Regions from separate parts of the Salvelinus alpinus genome. Here region 1 is linked to region 2. A link is a contact called in public Hi-C data. All regions are on one chromosome and are shown on one strand. Each heading gives the region's core, a stretch centred on a gene start, on an enhancer-like site or on the middle of the called end of the contact. The rest is flanking DNA. Distances are from core to core; before and after follow the strand shown.

Region 1 (6,568 bases), core at 2,231-4,730, 160 kb after region 2:
ATGGGGGTCCTCCAGCCATTACAGAATATAACAGGACTACACACTACAGATAGTAGAACTCATAGAATGTAGAATGTCTATGGTGGAACTCAGACAGACAGGACAGACATGACCTCACAGTGTTCCAGAGCTAGCAGGTTGTGCTCTACAGTGGGTTCATCCCTCTAAAATAACAGTCAGGCCAGGGCCACCAGATGTTACAGATGTCTCACTGACTGACCACTGACCATGAGCAGCAACCAAGCATACACCTGCCTCACCGGGAGGACAAATCCGTTTCTCTCAAGGAGAGCAGTTCTAGCACCTTGGCTGCAATCAAGCAAGTTAAGATGTACAATTAAGCAATGAGCAGTCCTACCTTGTGAGTTGTGCGAAAGTCTTTGAAATTCAGAGGAAGCCATGACCACCACCAGGCTCAATATCAATATACAAGTCAGCGTCTTCCGCAAAATTTCCATCATTCAGAGAAAGGTCTGACATGGGGTTGGGGGGAGGAGGGGTGAGGGGGGATGTGGTGCTACTGACGGGCTAGGAACACACGATCAGTCCGGCGTGCCTGGCACCATAACAAGCCCATGGTTTGGGTCCTCTGTGGGGGGGAATGTTCTCACTACTTCTTCTTCTCTTCTTGTCTCATCCAGGTCTCATCCAGAGAACGTCTCTGAGACACTCAGATTCCTCCTGAGGGCAGCAGACACTTCCAGACCTCACTGGCGTTTCCCTTGGAGCTCATGTCAGCCACTCATCATGGGAGGTGGTGATGCTAGAATCCATCGGTAGATCAGTCAGTCAGTCAGTCACTTCAAGCACGTCCACAGCAGCAGATCTATAGATCTAGATCTATATTGGAAGCTTGTCTTGACCAATCCATCTGCATACCTGTGAATACATCATTGCATAGTTCAATAAGCATACCTGCTACAAAACAACTAGTCTACACTCTTAGAAAAATCTAGAACCTAAAAGGGTTCTTCGGGTGTCCCTAGGAGAACCCTTTGATAAACCCTTTTGGGTTCCATGTAGAACCCTTTCCACAGAGGGTTATACATGGAACCCAAAAGAGTTCTACCTGGAACCAAAAAGCATTCTATTTGGAACCAAAAAGCATTCTACCTGGGGGAAAAAGGGTTCTCGAATCGGGACTGCCAAATAACCCCTTTGGAACCCTTTTTTCTAAGAGTGTACTTACTACATAGGCTAAACTTCTAATCTGCAAATTACAATTAGCCATGGAAAAAAGATGATGCCAAACGACTGCACAGCATATTCACCAACAGTACACTCCATGACAGAAATACCCTCCTCCTGTAGCCTGCTTACCCAGCATGCCATGGTTTGTGGTTAGCAGGATAGCGTTTTTCGTCATGAATCTTGTTCTGGAGGCAGCTCTGCAAAGTGGTCGCTAGCTGGCACGGCCACAAAGTCATACAATCTGATTTTAAACCGAACCTGAACCTTAACCCTAACCACACTGCTAACCTTAACCTTAAATTAAGCACATTTTGTGTTCATTAATATTTTCAATATAGCCCATTTTGACTTCGCAGCTGACTTAACTAACGGGAAATCGCTCAGTTCTGCCTCCAGGGCAAGACTCGTGACAATAAACGTCAACATGCATGTGGATAACGGTGTTTGTGACACCATACCATCTCCACAGCCTAAGGAGAAGTCAGTCTTTCAGATATTCCACAGCAAGTCACAACAACAACACGATGATCAAGTACAAAAGCAGCCCGTGCTTCGATGTCCGCCAGCCTCCTCAGTCAACACAGCACCTGTCTCTATAACAGGTTTAGGCATCTCTCTCCCACTGACTCTCTCTGCAGCCAGGAGCAAATCAAAAGATTAACGTTGCTCTCAGCAAGTCCTCTGTATGTGTGTGCGTGTGTAATAACGCATAAATAAAGGTGTTATAATAGTGTAACAACACACACATTTATCATTGAACCTATCCATCAATGAATGAATAAATCAATCACTTGTTCTATATTTCAAACCACTTACCGGATATTCTTCAAGAAAGAGAGGGTCACTCACTCACACAGCTCATAAACGGCATGTAATACTTTTAAAACCAAGTCCAGGCGAGGTTCCAAGTTTATGTCCAAGTGAAAACGCGTAAATTCCAGTAATCACCTCTGATCTATCGGATGTGCGTAAAGACAGTATGGGTGGTTATCTGTCTGTGGCTAGAATCCAGTGTTGGAAGCGGCGTGTTGCACCTTCTGTAAGCTCTATATAATGAACATCTAGCGGCACATTTCCAGACAGCAGCGCTACATCTACTTGGCCACTCCGTCTGACCCAGACATTTGGCACCCAGCCCGAATACATCAGACTACACGACCGACCGACCGACTGAAATAAAAAACATTTCACTGCTCCTTTCAAGTTAGTCTAGGAGGATATGTAATTCAACTACAACTGGAATATTCTACCAACAGTTCAACACTGTTCCTATGTTAGGGATTACAAAAAGAGTATGAAAACGCCGGGGATAATTATTGTTAGCTATTGTAGAAATGACAGACACTATCTCGCTCAAGTCATATGGGTTTGTTTGACGCCTTAACACACAGACAGAGACGGACCGTTCTTGCAGATGTGGACCTGTTTTAGTGAGTTACAAATGTAACAGTGCAGAGAAAGTTGGCTTAGACATCAAGCCAGTTTAAAGAGACACGTGATTTTTCTATAAACGCTGGAAGAAATAGTGGATCCAACTTTAACCAACATTTACTCACCAAACACTGTATGTGTAAAGAATTCCAAGTGCCTATTAGGGTTGTACTTTTTCACGTTTCATCTAGTTGTAATTTAGTTAAAATCACAAAATAGGTTTTCCAAAAGATGTACGCTACAATGTGAAAGATAAATCATTGGATTTTCTGTTAAAAAAAAGAAGAAGATGGTTAGCCTACATATTTGAAAGAAAATGGATCTGCGGCGGCTCCGTTAAAAGCGCATGAGAGACACACAGCATTCTCTAGTTGTGTCTATGGAGTGTTGATAGTTACCGTCCTCATCTTCATTGTCAGCGGCAAAGCCCAACGGTGGAGTGTAGAGTAACGTTACAGAGTGCAGACAATAGACTTCGCCTGCGCTGAAATTCCGTAGTAGCCAGATGACTTCTCTCCTCTGTCCATCACTTTTCGGTTTATGCCATTCTCTATATCCCCATGAGAGAGAAAACAGAGGAACATAAATGTCTTAGCAGAAAAGTCTATCCCCAAGAATAACTTTTAAACTAACTCCAAAATAAGGATACCTAATTCATAGCTCAATTGTCCTCTTTAAAATAGACTTGGTGTGTTATCTGAGTTGTTATTTTAGATAACGCAGGTAGTATGCTGCACAATAATAACAAATAGTCTACATCTAGGACAGTGTATGCAACACAGCTAAATTGAGTTGAAGTAGCAGCCTTTAATACGGTATACCCGGTCTGGAACCATCGCCAAGTTCTGAGCTGCTTCAAATTGGCAGCTTTTTCAGGCTGGGAGGTTCAGCTGACGTCATTGCAGATGTGCGTATTCTAACATCAGCTGTGCGCATGTTCCGATCTAATATCACGTGCGGGGGGGGTTGGGGGTACAAATAGGTTGCAGGTACTTCTCTTTTCCAGAACCTATAAGCACAAAGTGTAGCATAATTGACAGTTTTTTGCCAACTATCACAGTAGAAAAAATTTGGCATACTTTAAAGTGTCTATTGCAACGAAGTTATACACAGGTGTAGAAAAACACTATTTTTTCTGTGGATGTTTGGTTATTAGGAGACCTAGCTAACATATAGTAGTGAAATTGGTCAACTTTAATAGTCTGCCCTAGACCTTGGCCTCTTATGGTATACCATCTATAGTGTACAATATGTACATCTCTACAGGCCAAATTTTTGACAAAGCTAACAATATCCTGCATTTATTCTTGTTATGGAATAATAGATATGGTTTAAATAAACGTATATTGTCTACCTAGTAAAACAATTATTTGCTCCAGTGCTGTTGCTGAAATGCACCGGTGACTAAGTTGGCCTAGGAAAAAATGAGATGAGTCAAATAAGCAAAGCTGCAATTTTGCAGAATGTAGTGTGTAACCTACTTAAGAAGGAGAATCACTCTGACGATGAACACAGAACTATTTGAAGGATTGTTGCGCCTTCTTGTGTTCAAAAACTATATAGCAACTTTGAGCCATTATCAACTGCAGTAATAAATGATAAAGAACTGTATTTTTCTTAATCTCAGAAACTCATCTTGTCCTTTTTATTTCACCTGTACTTATTGTCTTGTTAATTGTGGTATTTGATGTGGGTTCTCTCATTGTGGGTTTGATTGAATTCCAGGCTAAATTGGAGTTGAAATGTAAAAAAAGACGACATGTGCTGTCTTTGCCACCTTGGCCTGTCTGAGAGGTGGTTTGAAAAAACGATTTAATAAACTGAAATGAAATAATTAATAAACCTGTTTGAAAAACTAAAATAGACTGAAACTATTATATTTGACTCCAAAACGAACTAAAATAAAATAAATCATGAATGATGTTCAGTTTTAGTTTTGGGTGGGCAAAAATCTAATTGGGTTTTACTTTTTTTTTTTCTAATCAGGATTTCAAGCTTCTGAATCTGGCATGTCACATTGAGAATGGACGTGTTTGGGAGCATCATAACGACTGCAGGCGACTGCTGACTGACTGACCTACAAGTCACCTTGCATCATAAATAACAACTCATTAGTATTTGAAGATCAGTCAGTCAGTCGAAATTTACCCATGAAACATTGCGGTTTTGATCATCTTGAACATAACCATTGACTTTATCATTTAAATGTAAACTCAACAAGATAATGTCTCCACAAGCAGCAGAGTGGGGTAACATCTCACAGCAAGAACTGGTAAATCTGGTGCAGTCCATGAGGAGGAGATGCACTGCAGTACTTAATGCAACTGGTGGCCACACACGGTATTGACTGTTACTTTTGATTTTGACCCCCGTTTGTTCAGGGACACATTATTCAATTTCTGTTAGTCACATGTCTGTGGAACTTGTTTAGTTTATGTCTCAGTTGTTGAATCTTATGTTCATACAAATATTTACACATGTTAAGTTTGCTGAAAATAAACGCAGTTGACAGTGAGAGGACAATTTTTTTTGCTGAGTTTGTATATATACACACATTTGCTAAAATTTCAAAAATCTGTTATCAGTTTGTCATTGTGGGTTATTGTGTGTAGATTGATGAGGAAAATGTGATTTAATACATTTTAGAATAAGGCTGTAATGTAACATAATGTGGAAAAAGGGAAGGGTTCTGAATACTTTCCCGAATGCCCTGTATATTTATTAATTCCATGATTGTACTTTTAGATGTGTGTATTTTTGTGAATTGTTAGATGCACTGCACTGTTAGAGCTAGGAACACAAGCATTTCGCGACACCCGCAATACCATCTGCTAAATATATCTATGTGACCAATAACTTTTTATTTTCCTTTCTTTTATTTCAAATAAAAATCTTAAAACGAATAGAAATAAAAACGAATATAAAAACACAAAACCATTAAGTCTTTAGTAAACATATGACATATCATTTATTTGGTTGTACTGCCTTGAGCAAGGCACTGTAAAACAACACATTTCACTGCAACTAGCTGGTGTGTGACAATCGAACATCATATTTTACTGTATTTTTATTTTACCTTTATTTAACTAGGCAAGTCAGTTAAGAACAAATTCTTATTTTCAATGACGGCCTAGGAACAGTGAGTTGACCTTTGAAACACCATTGTTGACACAAGAGGATGGGAGCGTAGCATACACCTGTAAAACCCCTCTCAAGCAAAATGTATGCAAACAGAATCCCTTCCACCTCCTCGTTTGCTCCCTCTCTCACACACACACACCTGTAATGAGAGTATATATATATATGTCATAATTTTTTTAATTACTATGCTCATGGTAGATATGTTACCATGGTAAGTTGGTTTAACCCCAGTGTTGGGGAGTCATGTAGTTCAACTAGTAACTTACCTCCATTTTCGAGTAGTGGTAGTTGAACTCAATTCAAAGCTTGGTAGCGTTTTCAATAGTTAATTCCTTTTTTTGCCGTGTAGAGGTGTAGCTAACTACTGGAACTACATACTACTTTTTTGCTAAAGGAAAATAAAAAAATGGTGAAGTAGGCAATCATTTTCCTATTCGGCATCAGACCTGCCGAATTCTCGCTTTTGTGTTTAAATAGGCTAAATAACACATTCCGTTAACATTTGACCCCAGAATGATCTGTCGTGCATTTTGTAGTCTGTGACATTTCAGATTGAGATATGAGACTTTTTCATGAAGTAGTTTGGATGTAGTGAACTACTTGTTCAAAGTATCTTTCGTTAAGTAAAATGATATATATATATATATACAGTGGGGAGAACAAGTATTTGATACACTGCCGATTTTGCAGGTTTTCCTACTTACAAAGCATGTAGAGGTCTGTAATTTTTATCATAGGTACACTTCAACTGTGAGAGATGGAATCTAAAACAAAAATCCAGAAAATCACATTGTATGATTTTTAA
Region 2 (6,725 bases), core at 3,272-5,771:
CCCGCACATTGACCCCCTGTATATAGCATCGTTATTTCGTGTTACTTTTCATAGAATTTTTTACTTTAGTTTATTTAGTAAATATTTTTTAACTGCATTGTTGGATAAGGGCTTGTAAGTAAACATTTCACTGTAAGGTCTACTACACCTGTTGTATTCGGCGCATGTGACAAATACAAATTTGATTTGAGATATTCTGCGGGTTAAAGAAACCGGGATGTTAGTCCATCTACCGAGGTCGGAATGAATTGATTTGAGCTTTCTGTTAAAGTTTCTGGCAATGGTTTTATCTAAGGAAGGAAATATATCTAAAACCAAATATTTAAAATGGGAAACGATAGTGATTCCATAAGTAGAGATGGCGTCCTCCATCGGGGTCTTGAGAGGCAGTAAGGCAGATTTGGTTAGATGTATTTTACTTGAGATGGAGCTGAATTTGTTTATGTTCTTCAAAGTGTTTGGGAGGGATTTGAAATACACTGTCGAGATAAAGTCGGCTCATAATGAGATGACGTGATCCGTAGAATTTAGAGATATTGGTGTAATTTCTTTAGATTGTCGAATTGCCTGGGCCAGGGGCTCCATAGACAAAAATAGCAGAGGTGAGATGGGATCACGTTGCCTGCAACTTCTAGTTATACTGAATAGAACAAAGCATGTATTGCTTGTTATTACTATGGCTGAGGGATTGTCATTTAGTATTTTAGTCATATTAATGAAATTCGAGCCAAGTCACAAAGATATGACCATTCTAGTCTATCAAAATCTTTTTCTGCATCGAGAGATAAACCAAAGCTCTTTGGGCTGTTCTATGATGAAGCTTGTAAGATATGTAATAGACGACAGATGTTAACCTTAGGATAATATTTGGTCCGGATGTACCAATTTGGGTAAGGTGCAAGACAGGACGAGAGAATTTTGGAAAAAAGTTTCATATCTATGTTTAGCAAATGAGAAGACTGGGTGTCTTACCTTTTTTATATATATATATATATATATATATATATATATATAAATAAAAGGGAAATTAGTGCTGTTCTTACATTCCTTACAAATGAATCTTTGTAAACGACTGTGTTAATCATTTCAAGCAACAGTGGACCTAATTGGTTCCAACATTTTTAATAGAGCTCAGGAGGAATACCATCCCAACCAGGTGATGTGCCTTTATTGATGTTATCTAATGCCCTTTTAAGTTCATGGAAAGAGATTTGGGCTCCCAGCAAGCCCGGCTTCCTCAACTGAGAGAAGATGAGTTCTTAGATCCTTTAAACGGGAATCAATCTGGCTTGCTGTGGATTTACAAATCAGGTGTACAATTCTTTATAGAAACGGGAGATTCTTTAGTTGATTAATTTGGCTTCGGATAGTAATTCACCTGATTCAGATTCAATCGTTGCAATATCCAGTAAATGATCATTACTGCAAAGCTTTTTAGCCAGTAGATGACTGGGTTAATTACCATGGATGTAATGGTTGAGTCTAACTCGATGGATGGCAAATTCAGATAAACGCAGTTGTATTGTTTTTAATAACGCCTTTGATGGCGTCCCATAAAATGTGAGGATCCTCGACTGAATTTTTGTTAATAATTACGAATTCATTCAGTTCAGTTTCAAATTGGTCACAGAAAATTTGGATTTTGTAGTTAGGAAATATTAAAGCGCCATCTTGTGGCTCTTGTAGGAGAATCTGGAATTTGTATCTGGCAGTAGTAAGCATGACGATTAGATACGCTCATATGTCAAATTTCTATTTTCTTGAATAAAGAAAATAAAAGCGTAGGCACGTCATAGTACTAAATCAATTCGGGAGAATGTTTTGTGCCTGTTTGAATAGAAAGTGCACTCTTTTGCTTTAGGGTTATGAGCTCGCCAGGCATCAATGAGGTAGTAATCAGAGAGTACATGATGAGCCTTGGTTGCTTGTGGATTGTAGTTGGTCTCATTAGATTTGTTCCATATGTCCAGAATGGCATTCATGTCTGTACCAATAACCAGTTGGAATTCAGTTCATTCTAACAACATGCTGAGCAGAGATTCCAAAATGTAAAAAAAGTTTTGACCTTTTGAGTCTTTTCCATCCCGACCCAGCTTGTCATTAGACAGATCCTCCTGCTCGTCCTCTGTACTCTCTTCGCTGCTTGTACTGCTTACGTCTAGGACAATGTCTTTCCGGGGGTCCACACGCACAAAGTTACGGCACTCGAACGTCAGGTGGCCCGCTGATAAAATGACCAGAGTACAAAAGTGAGTGAAGAAGGAAAGTACTTTAGAATGAAAGTGTATCTAGCACAGAATGATTATGGCACACTCAGGGGTCAGGGGACAACAACAAACATTCTGGAACTGTATTCACAAGGCTTGAATATGTAGAGTTAGACTAGAGACATAATAAAAGCAATAAAGATGACTTACGGTAACCACATTTCTTGCACCCAGCTCTGATGTTGTCCTTATTGGGACCTGCAAATGAAGTGAAAAATGAAATCATTGTGAAATGGGACAATTTATTGCTTTGTTGAAGTCTCGCAAAAACGTAGGCCTGTATATTCTGATTCCTTCTTATACTGAACATAAATATAAACGCATTATGCAAAAAATGTATAAGACTTTACTGAGTTACAGTTCATATAAGGAAATCAGTCAATTGAAAAAAGTGTATTAGGCACTTATCTTTGGATTTCACATGACTGTTGGTCATAGATACCTTAAAAAAAGGCTAGGGGCATGGATCAGAAAACCAGTCAGTATCTGGTCTGACCACCATTGTCCTCATGCAGCGCAACACATCTCCTTCGCATAGTGTTGATTGTGGCCTGTGGAATGTTGTCCCACTTTTCAATGGCTGTGCGACGTTTCTGGATATTGGCGGGAACTGAAACACTCTGTCGTACACGTCAATCCAGAGCATCCCACACATGCTCAATGGGTGACATGTCTGAGTATGCACAGGCCATGGTAGAACTGCTTCCAGGAATTGTGTACAGATCCATGCTACGTGGGGCCGTGTATTATCATGCTGAAACATGAAGTGATGGCGGCGGATGAATGACACGACAATGGGCCTCAGGATCTCGTCAAAGTATCTCTGTGCATTCAAATTGCCATCGATAAAATGCTAATTGTGTTGTTTGTCCATAGCTTATGCCTGCCCATACCATAACCTCACCATGGAGCACTCTGTTCACAACGTTGACATTAGCAAACCGCTCACCCACACAATGCCATTTACAGGGTCTGCGGTTGTGAGGCTGGTTGGACAGACTACAAATGTATCTAAAACGGTGTCTTATGGTAGAGAAATGAACAATTCTCCGGCAACAGCTTTAGTGTGGGCATTCCTGCAGTCAGCATGCCAACTGCGAGCTCCCTCTAAACTTGAGACATCTGTGGCGTTGTGTGACAAAACTGCACATTTTAGAGTGCCCTTTTATTATCCCCAAAGGTGCACCTATGTAATGATCATACTGTTCAATCTGCTTATGTATTATACCACACCTGTCAGATTGATGGATGACCTTGGCAAAGGAGAAATGCTCACTAACAGTGATGTAAACAAATTTGTGCACACAATTTGAGAGAAATAACCTTTTTGTACGTACAGAACATTTCTGGGATATTTTATATCAGCTCATGGAACACGGGACCAACACTTTACATGTTGCGTTTATATTTTTGTTCAGTGTATATGATTCACATTGAGATAACATAACACAGCTGTTATCAGACGAATGGAGAGACTAAAATGCCATACACAGAATATTATCAAAATAACACTAGCTAGCTATTTAAAACAATGAACACAATCATACCAGCCAATCGGATCATAGTTGCTAGGCTAGCTAACTAGCAGTCCATAAGTTCTGCCAAAAAGGCAACTATAAGATAGTTATAGCTAGCTACCTCCAATTTCCATTAAAATATTAATACCGAGGAGTCTTATGTTAGATCAAACATACCTGGTGCAGCCATTATCACACTTTATTGCAAAAAAACAACAACCTTGTTGCGTTGATAAATTTCGAACCACTTCCCTGTGGGTCCTCTACAAAACAGGTCCGGTAGGAAACATAAAATGGTTAGTGGTAAGTATCATCTTTGGTAAAAATAATTATAATAATTAAACACATTTGGAGCTGATTTGACTGACTACTTGAGAAATAATTCGCTCATACTAATATTTCTGACTCTCTTATTTTTTCAGAAAACTTTCATAATTAAAGTTCTCTCGATATAAATTCGTCAGCCTCCCTTTAGCTAGCTAGCTAAGTCAAAATAACACTAGCTAGCTAGCTACTGTTCTGTATAACGTTTTAGGGGGGCGGGGAGAGGGTTGATCGCAATGTAACACACGGACCAAACCACACATTTTAGGGGTGTATATGGAAATGATAATCCATCAATGTTTTAACAGATGTATATTTACGACATATTTTCATACACATATTTAATAAGTTCATTGATATTTGACATATCACCCTTCAAACAAATATTAGGGAAACTGCTTCCACGCATCGACTTGGTAAATGCCGCTCACACCCCATTGCCTCGAGGTAAACAACGCATTCATGGTTTAACAACATGGCGGTTCAGTGAGCTGTGCGTGCGACACATATAGATATTAATCTCTAATTTGCAGTCTTTGCGAAGTACTTAGTGCTGCATTTTCGGGAAAATATATTTTTTTATACTGCTGAAAAGATAGATAACAGATTTTCGGTGTCGAGTTGTCCGTTAACGTCACCGACAAAATGAGCAACATTTACATTCAAGAGCCTCCAACAAACGGAAAGGTGAGCGCGAGCTTGCATGTCAGGGGTCCTGTAATTAGTTCCTCTGAAGATCACAGTCTGCACGAAGTACAGTAAGCTGGCTAGCTAACGTTCTGCCAAGCAGGCATGTGGCCTTGGTATAAAGTGATATGATATTCTACCTTCTCAGGTTCTGATCAAGACCTCAGCTGGTGACATCGATATTGAGCTGTGGTCCAAAGAGGCACCCAAGGCCGCCAGAAACTTTGTCCAGTTATGCATGGAAGGTAAGGATTGAGTGCCTGATTTATATCTACTAGCAGGTTAAAATGTTAGGTCACTCAACAATACTGATGTACTTATAATGTATACTCAAAATCTTGGTTAACCCAGATCTAAAATCTTGCGGAATTCTGTCCGATTTTGTTTAGTCTGTCCTCAAGAGATTAGTATACTCACCATTTCACATTGCACACCAGCTTATTGTAAATGTGTACTGTTCTCTTCCACAGGCTACTATGATGGAACACCATTCCATAGAGTGGTGCCAGAGTTCATTGTCCAAGGAGGAGATCCCACAGGATCCGGGACGGGGGGAGAGTCCGTCTATGGACGCCCATTCAAGGTTAACTTTCACTGTCTCCATCACCTTATTATCTCGCATCATGGTCACCCAGAAAACGTATAGGCTAGTTATAAACTCAACTTTTCTACATGAAACCTTTGTCAGCTCACCCATTACTATGGTTTCAGACTTCCACTAACAATGAGACAGTGGGGCTGATTCTTGTTTTGCTGTTGGTTCTGTCCCCCGTTCCCAGGATGAGTTCCACTCCAGACTGCGTTTCAATAGACGTGGTCTGGTTGCCATGGCCAACGCAGGGCCCCATGACAACGGCAGCCAGTTCTTCTTCACCCTGGGTCGGGCAGATGAGCTCAACAACAAACACACCATCTTTGGAAAGGTAAAACGCCAAAAGAAGATCAATGCATCTTTATGTCTGGAAAGCTTTTAGTATGCCGCATTTGTCCTGTAAGTTCATCTTCCTTTCCCCAATGCAGGTGACAGGTGACACAGTGTACAACATGCTCAGGTTATCCGAAGTGGAATGTGATCAGGAGGAAAGACCTTTAAATCCACACAAGATACGAACCACTGAGGTATGTATGTCTTGTTATGGGTTTACATCACACAATAATATTTTATCACTTTGACCATTCATTTGTTTTACATGTTTTTCCAATTCTGTACACTCTGTTACTTAAAGTTTTTTTTAATGTCTCCCTGCAGGTGTTACATTCTCCCTTTGATGACATCATTCCACGTGAAAGAAGAAAATCCAAAAAGGATGAAGACAAAAAAGAGGGAAAGAAATCTCAGTCCAAAGCAACAAAGTAAGTGTTTAATTGACTATTATACACACTTTCTCTGCTCCTCAATCTGTTGCTGACTCGAAAGCGTGGTACTGTATTTATGAACAGTCGGACTCTGGACCTATTTATTTTGTCAGGAACTTCAGTCTGTTGTCATTTGGAGAGGAAGCCGAGGAGGAAGAGGAAATGGTAACTCAAGTCAGCCAGGTAATTAGAACATGAGCAGTCTCATTGTTATTCTGCGCTTCAAATCAAACTCGCCATCTTTATGCCATCAGTGTCAATCAGATACATTACACACATTGTTTCTTTTCATCCAGACACTGAAGGGGAAAAGCAAAAGCAGTCATGACCTGCTGAAGGATGATCCGCTGCTGAGCTCTGTCCCAGCGGTCAACAAGTAAACACTAAGATACCGTAGAGACACCATGCTCTGCTGCCTCAACTTATCCTGTTTGGAGAATGAATGAATATATTATTCATGTTTTTCTGAATCTATTTGTCTTGTGTTTGAAGGAAAAAAGCCAAAGGTGGAGCTGGAGAAGCAGCAGAGGTATGCTCTTATTCCTTCATGTGGTCTGTTCAATCAACACACCAT

Evidence for each region. A called contact is a pair of places that touch in the nucleus more often than the background predicts.
Region 1: a Hi-C map of muscle shows a contact between it and region 2, with 18 times the contacts expected there. The contact joins the promoter of LOC139543735 here to the promoter of LOC139543690 in region 2. A contact is called at or near these places in 2 of 3 Hi-C or Micro-C datasets (liver and muscle).

The regions. Positions count from the first base shown.
Region 1 is chr18:10,767,393-10,773,960 of SLU_Salpinus.1, forward strand. It overlaps LOC139543735 (A disintegrin and metalloproteinase with thrombospondin motifs 6-like), which reads right to left and starts at 3,481. Exons shown (of 25, transcript XM_071350101.1): 1 at 3,021-3,481; 2 at 359-879. The coding sequence starts at 461.
Region 2 is chr18:10,605,795-10,612,519 of SLU_Salpinus.1, forward strand. LOC139543690 (spliceosome-associated protein CWC27 homolog) reads left to right here and starts at 4,522. Exons shown (of 14, transcript XM_071350007.1): 1 at 4,522-4,795; 2 at 4,944-5,040; 3 at 5,266-5,378; 4 at 5,575-5,718; 5 at 5,816-5,914; 6 at 6,045-6,148; 7 at 6,265-6,334; 8 at 6,448-6,527; 9 at 6,644-6,680. The coding sequence starts at 4,754. srek1ip1 (SREK1-interacting protein 1) reads right to left here and starts at 4,322. Exons shown (of 5, transcript XM_071350008.1): 1 at 3,962-4,322; 2 at 2,418-2,465; 3 at 2,066-2,224. The coding sequence starts at 3,974.